Linked DNA regions of Dromaius novaehollandiae: region 1 is linked to region 2. A link is a contact called in public Hi-C data. All regions are on one chromosome and are shown on one strand. The core of a region is the stretch at or near the end of the contact, and the rest is flanking DNA. Distances in the headings are between cores, read along the strand shown.

What was found. A called contact is a pair of places that touch in the nucleus more often than the background predicts.
Region 1: a Hi-C map of brain shows a contact between it and region 2, with 6 times the contacts expected there. The contact joins two enhancer-like sites. A contact is called at or near these places in 2 of 4 Hi-C or Micro-C datasets (brain and liver).

Annotation. Positions count from the first base shown.
Region 1 is chr13:18,106,197-18,109,988 of bDroNov1.hap1, reverse strand. LOC112987637 (a long non-coding RNA gene) reads left to right here. Exons shown (of 4, transcript XR_010391475.1): 2 at 1,555-1,641; 3 at 3,706-3,792. The region is part of intron 1 of LOC112987636 (a long non-coding RNA gene); the gene reads right to left. Among named protein-coding and RNA genes, the nearest start is that of WWOX, 7.1 kb to the left of the region's middle. Within about 2 kb of position 2,353, at least 1 of the 2 cell types and tissues checked has open chromatin away from gene starts, as enhancers often do.
Region 2 is chr13:17,764,536-17,768,416 of bDroNov1.hap1, reverse strand. No RefSeq gene overlaps it. Among named protein-coding and RNA genes, the nearest start is that of ADAMTS18, 210 kb to the left of the region's middle. Within about 2 kb of position 2,531, at least 2 of the 2 cell types and tissues checked have open chromatin away from gene starts, as enhancers often do.

The sequences.
Region 1 (3,792 bases), core at 1,104-3,603, 340 kb before region 2:
GTAGACACACATTTAGTATTAAATAATATCTAGCCCATACACTAAGTATTATCAAGGTGGATAGGCAGACAAATAACTATCTATATGTTGTGTATATTCAGAATAATTGTATTCTGTATGGTATGGACTTCAGTAAACTTATTTTGGAAATACTTCAGAAAATCTTGAACTGATTCTGATCTTGCTTAAATTATTGATAGCTAACATCAATGAAATTTTACTTGCAAGAGATAGAGGGGTAGAGAAGCGTGGCAGCTCAGACTAATGACAAATACCTTGTTTTTGTAAAATAGCTATTTAAGTCATTAGTCATGTTTCTATGTTTGAAGTTAAATGGTCTACAGTCTTGCAGAGCTGAAAATGTGTCCTGTAGAGTCAGCCTTGTCATCTAAATAAAATAAATTAAATAGCATGAGGCCTAATGTATGTCCCTGAGGCATTTCAATTGGTAGTTCTCCTCAGTGGTCTATTATCTTCTGTTTATGGTCCTTCAGCCAATTTTCAGTCTGCCTGAAAATCAATTTGAATTCAGTAAGAGGCTAGCAGTACATTCATTTACATTCCTGACATCCACCAATTCTGTAATTCAACATCAAAAAAGCAGTCACAGTTGCTTAGTCTACTAACTTAGTGTTAAGATGATCTAATGAGAATGAAAGCATTTATGGAAGTGCAAATTAAGGACTATATTGGATTTAATTTCAAATGTTACATAATGACCTGGAAGATATAGTGCATTTCACTGAATGGTTCGTCCATGTAGGAGAAAAAAATTCAAATGGCTAAATTCTCATGTTGGCGCCGTGTAGCTGGATTTTTTGAAAGGGCTTAAGGTATTGAGTGCTAAATCTTGTTGAACCTTGGGTCCTGATTCTGAATGTTGTACATAAAAAGCTGGTCATAAGTTCCCTTGAAAGTCTAGCTTTTATTGTACAAGATGTTTGAATTAAGGTCTTCACCTTTCCTTACTGAATAAGAATGCGTGTTCTGTGGTTTTGAAGAGGGACCAAGGGGGAAGTTACTTCCAAAAATAGTCTGTGCCTGTGCAACCTTTAAAAATGAAAAGTAGATCTTTAAAGAGTAATGGTTAACAATGTGCCCTCATTACTCATGTTTCAGTTGCTTTTCTTGGCACGAAAAAATTCTGTACTGGAGCTTCTATTCCATAGTTGAGCAGAATCCAGCATTTTAAACCTCCAGTCAAACTCACAAAACTCTTCACATTTACTCTGTTTTTGGTGGTAAAATGAAACCCACAAAATGTGTTAACAAAGAAATCTTTAAACACACGCTTTTGTATCCCTCAGCCAGACACAACTCTAACGGACATCTTCTGCTATAAACATTTAACTAATGTTCTGAATACTCAAATACTACATATGATGGTGATAAAAAGCAGATCTCAGTCCTCCCATCTAAAGATCATATTGCTGAATGTTTTTCACATTATTTATTGCCTTCTAATAATAAGTGTGACTTCTTTGGGAGAAAAGCTTAATAACAGACTATTTGTCTTTTTACTCAATTAAAGTCAATTGTTTCTTGATCTTACAGAAGAATGTGAAGAACCTTCCTAGTTCCTAACACAAGAGAGGGAGCAGAGATGCCTGCCTAGCATACATACCGCTGCTGAGCAAGAAGGTAAATAGAAGTAAGCGCAGAAGTAAAGGCTCTTACAACTCCAAGGCATTTCCAGCAAAGCTTACTGATCTATGCAGAATGCTATCTCAAGGCAAAAAGATACAGTAAACATCACCTCCTAAAACTGCCTGATTAGTATGGCAGCTAATGAAGGCCTCTGACATAGTCACAAGTTGAGACAGCTGTGTGTTATTGCTTTCTCAGGGTTGAGTTTGAAGAGAAAAAGGCACATCTATAGCACCTGAGGCAGACAGCTGTTCTCAGGAGAGCTTTATAGCTCAGACGCAGGTCTATGCTGAGTGATTACATAGCTTCCAAAAAGGAAACTTATGTCTGGCTGTCTCAGGATGTGACTAGAATGAACATGCAACTTCATGCATCTGACACCATAGACATACCCTATTCATTTTAGCCTGAATAATATCTTTTCTCATCAGTTGTTTTGAAGAGGGTAACTTGTCCAATTGCTACCAGGCAGAGCTGATTAGACATCAGTTTTCATTTTTGGTTCCTTTCCCCCTACCCCTCTTCCCTCCACCCAATCTCTCTCTTTTCACTCTGGGGGAAAAAAAAACCCTCAAAATTTTCTGCTTAATTTGATGATTTTTCCCCTCCTTTTTTCTTTTTTTTTTTGGTTTGACCACAGAACAAGACAAGCCATTATTCACCCGGTTCTGCTAATGAGCTCCTTTCTCAGAGTCTTTGTACCCTGCATAATGAAGAACATCTGCATCTTGCACAAAGCCTGACATTTCCCTGCCTATTCACCAATGGCTTTTTTCTCTTTTCTTTCAATGACTGAATGGATTAACAGTGCAATACTAATAACGTAGTGCATGGAAAAGGAAACTGGCAGAGTCTCCAGGACATTCTATTCTTATCACCTTCCTTTAATATTTTAGTAGAATTACTCAATTCATATGGTAATCATTTCCTTCTAATCAATATTTCATATATAACCTTGCTTATTCACTCCCACTTATTCTACTTGCCAAGAAAGCTGAATGAGACCATTGGGAGTATCCGTCTTCTCTGATACTGAGAATAGATTAATAATACTGGCAGCATGCTTACAAAAAGATGTAATTCATTAATTAACACATAAATAATTTGCTAAAGGTTAAGAAGTTGTTAATGTATGCCTTAATAAACAGCTATTACAAGGACCAGCCAACTAGTAAATTGCTTATAACTATAAAACCTGTTTTGATGTGCTTAGAGTAGTTCTCAAAATTTCTGAAAACAGTGGGCTGCCTAGCACCCACCACCTATCTCTTTGGAAATACTTGCATGGACTATTTTGTGCATCATTGCCAGAATGGGTTTCATATGAATTTATTGTATTATTTGTGTTAATACTTTTTATTTTTCCATAGTGGTTTGGTCATATGGGTGGGATTGTTTGGGAGACGTTTTTGGAGGGAGGAGAGAGACCATTTTGCAAGCTACCTTGTGATGTCGGACAAACTACCAGTGGTCCAGGTTGAGACATAGTGATGTGTGGTACACACTACTTATGTAAGGTGTTATTAACAGTTTATTTATTAACTCTTATTAAAAGTGTGTTTATGCAATTATAGCTCAAGATTCTAGTCACTGACATTACCGAGCATCTGCATACACGCACACACGCACACATACAGTTTTTATACCCTATGAACCCATCTGGTTTTACTTTAACACTAGAAGAATATCTAGTTTCAGTATGGCATCTCACAGAGAATGAAAAATCTGGATTTGAAGATCCAAAAATGACAGCAAACCCTGTCATCTGGTGGATAAGGACTTCACTAAGTCTCCTAATGTCCCTGTTATGTCAGTAAGATCCAATGGATGTTAGTTAATTGCTATATATCGGCAAAAATATTGTAGGAAAAACCACAGTGCTGTGCATACAAAGGTTTAGGAAGATTCACATAGTTATATAAACCGTAAGATCCCATCATCTTCCATTTAGCACAGTGTCTTTATAGTAGAAGAGAGTGCATAACAGATAGCAGAAGCTGTTTACTTCGTCACCTGTCTCTGATCTCAATAGCTGCATTTGCTCCGTATGCATTACAGGATTCCATAATGTAATCTGGGCTGATCCCAAGGACTGACCTGGGCTCTCTACAGGATCCATGCGCTACCACAGTTACTTTTGGCCAG
Region 2 (3,881 bases), core at 1,282-3,781:
ATGTGCTGTTGAAAACACAGTGATGGGAAAAAACTGATCTAGTACAGATAACATTTATATTTCTGCTATTCACCCATGCTCCCCCTTGCTTCTCCACACATGAGCAATTAATATCATTTCCAGCCCTGTGCTGATTCAGCTTTGCTGTAATTACATTAAGACAAAGAGACGAGACGGTGCATATTCCCTACCTCGTGCTTCTGGGGTAGTACAGAGCAACACAAACCATGCAATTATGCTTCGGAGGTGCTCTGGAGAGCTGCACTGCTGTGTGGTCTTATTCCCTGCTTTATATTTGGCATGACTGGAGACAATGAGATGACACAGGACAAGAGAGAGATCCATGCATACTTTCCTTCATAAGTCAGGGTTTCCAGTGAAAAGCATCGGAAAACCTAGCTACATGTCTAAAGTTCAGCTCAGCCTGAGCCTTGGGGTCCCATTTTCATCTCAATCAGAAGTAATTTCCCTGAAGCTAATGGAGTCATAACCCTACAAAATCAGCGTGTACAAGCCAAACTCAAACCACATCTGGTAGTAAGGACTACTACAACATGAAGGATGTTAGGTGACCAGCACACATTTTTCTGGACCTATCCTCTCACATACAAACCACAATTTCCAGTTTCTGGAGGCTGCTTTGCCTCACGCCTTTAGCTTACTGGAAGAACAAATTAGCCTTAGTTACATACAGACAGTTCATCCTTTTCCCTGATTTTACCGTCGTATATAAATATCCCATAGAATTTGAAAAACTGGTGATGCAAGGAAGTCATTCAAGAAAGACTTGAACTTAACTGATACAAATACTTAATTCTGCTCCTTAGACTATCCCACAATCCTGGAGACAAAGTGGTTTAACCAAGGGGATTTGATGTCCGGTACCTGCGGGTCCAGACCTTGCGGCTGGCACCTGTACCTGCTCCGGCTGAGCAGAGAGTGCTCTCCAGCGTGAAATCAGGGTACGGCACAGCAGCGAGCCAGCTGCCTTTCAGCAAGCGGAGGAGTATGTGTGTTCTTAGACAGCCACCTAGTGAACCCAGCAAGGAATCGGAGCTGGAAGAAAATTTACTGAGCTCTTAACGGAGACAGGAGTTACACTGCAAATACAGTGCTACAGTTAGCAATGCAATTTGTAGATTTTTCTACCCAAAGTAAATGCAGTAGCATAGCAGAAATACTTTTGAATTACTTAACAGCTGCGAGACAAGATTCCTCATTACTTTGCAATTCTAAAAATGAACATTTGGAAGGGAGTTTAAGACCATTAAAGAAGATATATCTGAGGTTCAAATGGATTTCAAAATTACGCTTAAGAACAAGTATATGTGTATGTGTGTATATATCTCTATATAACCACAGAAATATGTATCTTCATCTCACCTTTTTCTTACGTACTGATTTCTGCATCTAAACTCTACTGTTCACTAAAAATTCTTACACCATGCAAAATAAAAAAAGGGGTCAAAGCCCAAAGGGAGAGATCCGCAGAAATGCCCCTGGGAATATGCACACAGTCTGTTGCACAGGCATGTTTATAACCCAACATTTCTGCAGACTTAAACTTGAAAGTGACTGGGAAAAAAATATCAAGCCTTGTTAGGTAAACCAAGATAACCTGTGGCCCCAGTTCATATGAGGAATAGTCCTTGCATTTACTTGTGTCTGTACTAAGTTCTAGGTCTGTGAATGAAAGAAAAAACAACCATGAGTGTGCAGAGATACGATTTTTGAGTTTGCCTTTGCAGTTATTCCAGGGAGGCCTCCGACAAAGTGAAACAGTTACGGTTTCATATCCATGTCAGTGCTCTGAACACCCCTCCTGGATGTTCATAGAGCCACGACATGCAACTTTATCCTCATGAACGTGTAGGATTATAATGAAACAGCCAGAGTTTGCACCTCCTAAGTCCAATGGTTACAGATTAACCAGTGCTTGCTATAAATTGCTTCTGCTATGAAAACCACTTGTGAGATGAGGACTCCCAGATGGTCTTTTTTACAACAGTGATCATTGAAAAGAAAATGAAAGAAACAATCAGCTGAAATGAAAAACTGAAAGACTTGTGGAAAATATTATCAGAACTACAGTTAGACATTGTCCAAAGTTTCACCTAGTACTAATACTCCATAAAATTACTGCAGGGAGGTGGGTAAGCCAGAGAAAAAAAATGAAACGCAGCTGATGACAATCTATATGGGATGCTGTAGGACTGCTATGCAGAAACGTACCGCCTTCCAAAAATCAGATACCGAGAACTGCCATAGCTGCAGATCATGTCAATCCTAAACCACTGCTGCAGCCTTCGATGCAGAGTTTTTTTATAGACTTATAATGTTTGTAATCCCTAAATCCAACAATACAATAATATACTAAAAATAGCTGTAAGTTCGCTTTTAATTCCTCTCAGAAACATCAGCTCTACATGCCTAATTAAATATCCTCAACACACACACAAACTGCAAGGAAAAAGACATCTCTCATGAGGGCCAGATGATTTTAATTAGGTCTCACTCAAACCCTGCCTACCGTCACATGGCACAGCTTGCTACAAAACACACACTCATGCTGAGACTGCACACTGTGGCCCAGGCCTCTCCTTCCCCTTTCATATTGGTTTCTTCTTTTTTGTCCTGATTTCTCCGCATTAGTTAGGAATTTGCTTTCATCCAGCCCCTAGAACTCAGGTTTTGAAATGCCCCAGACATGTCGGAGGCTGGTGCCATTGGCTGATTTCTTTTCTCTTACGCTCAGGAAGAGAGAGCCCACGCATACGGCATGCTTCTGCGCAGGAGAAGCTCAGCATATGCACAAAGGTTTCACGCAAATCTGTGAAGGAGGAGGAGAAACAGTGTTTATTTATTCTGAATAGAGTTACAGCCCCCTTATCCTCCCACAGACACAACCAGATTTGCTGTCAGCCCAGCACCTCGAATACAAACTCAAATCTCACTGCCCACCTCACAGGGCCCTACAGGTGAAATCCTCATGGCTGCTGCACAAAGCAGTTTGCCCCCTCCTCAAGGGACATCAGCAGAGGAAAGCGGGCACCACCACCAGCACAACACATCCAGACAAGGTCGACACTTCTGCTGTCTTCCACCACTAACCGCAGTTTTCCTCTCTTTCGCACCCGGGGAGGAATTTGTGCCTCAGTGCTGTGGCGTTCTGGGCCGCTGCAGACAGGTGAGAGAGGCACCTTTCAGCGTCCCAGCTCCAAGTCAGATGCTCAACAGGAGGCTTTCACATTAAATAATCGGGGAATCTTTAAACTACAGTCCTGCCCCTCGCCCTGTCCCAGCCATATCTACTGACAACAAGTACTAAACTTCGTGCTGCATGAGAATGACATAGATAACCAGTTTGCTTTAAGTAGGTATTCTGAAATGTTTCCAAAATAATAAAAAAATTTCATCTGCTTCAATACGACAGATAGTGGTTGTCACAGTTCTCAAGGTCCCTTAGTCTGTTCCTGTGTGATTTCTCCTTTCTTGGCCCTGAGTATGTTTATGCATAGGGTTCTCTTTTGGGGTTTCTTTGGGGTGCGTTACGGGTTCAAACATGCCCAGTGCCCAAGTGTCACAAGCTTCATCCCAGGCTGAAAGACTGCTGTTTACTAGGAAACTGTACCTGCCATGTCCAGGGATCACTGTAGATCTTGCAGTGACTTTTGAATTTGTAGGTCTTTTTATTTATTTTTTTTTTTTGATGCCAAACCAAGGAGGCTAGCAAATCAAAATATAAGAAGTTTTGTTTCAAGATTTCTGTTCATTTGTCTGATAATTTCTTTAATACTGTTTTTCTGCCATACGGAGTGAAAAATCGAGGCAGGAACTGAAAGGATCCTCGGCTCAGTCATCAGGAGACCAACTTTCTGTGG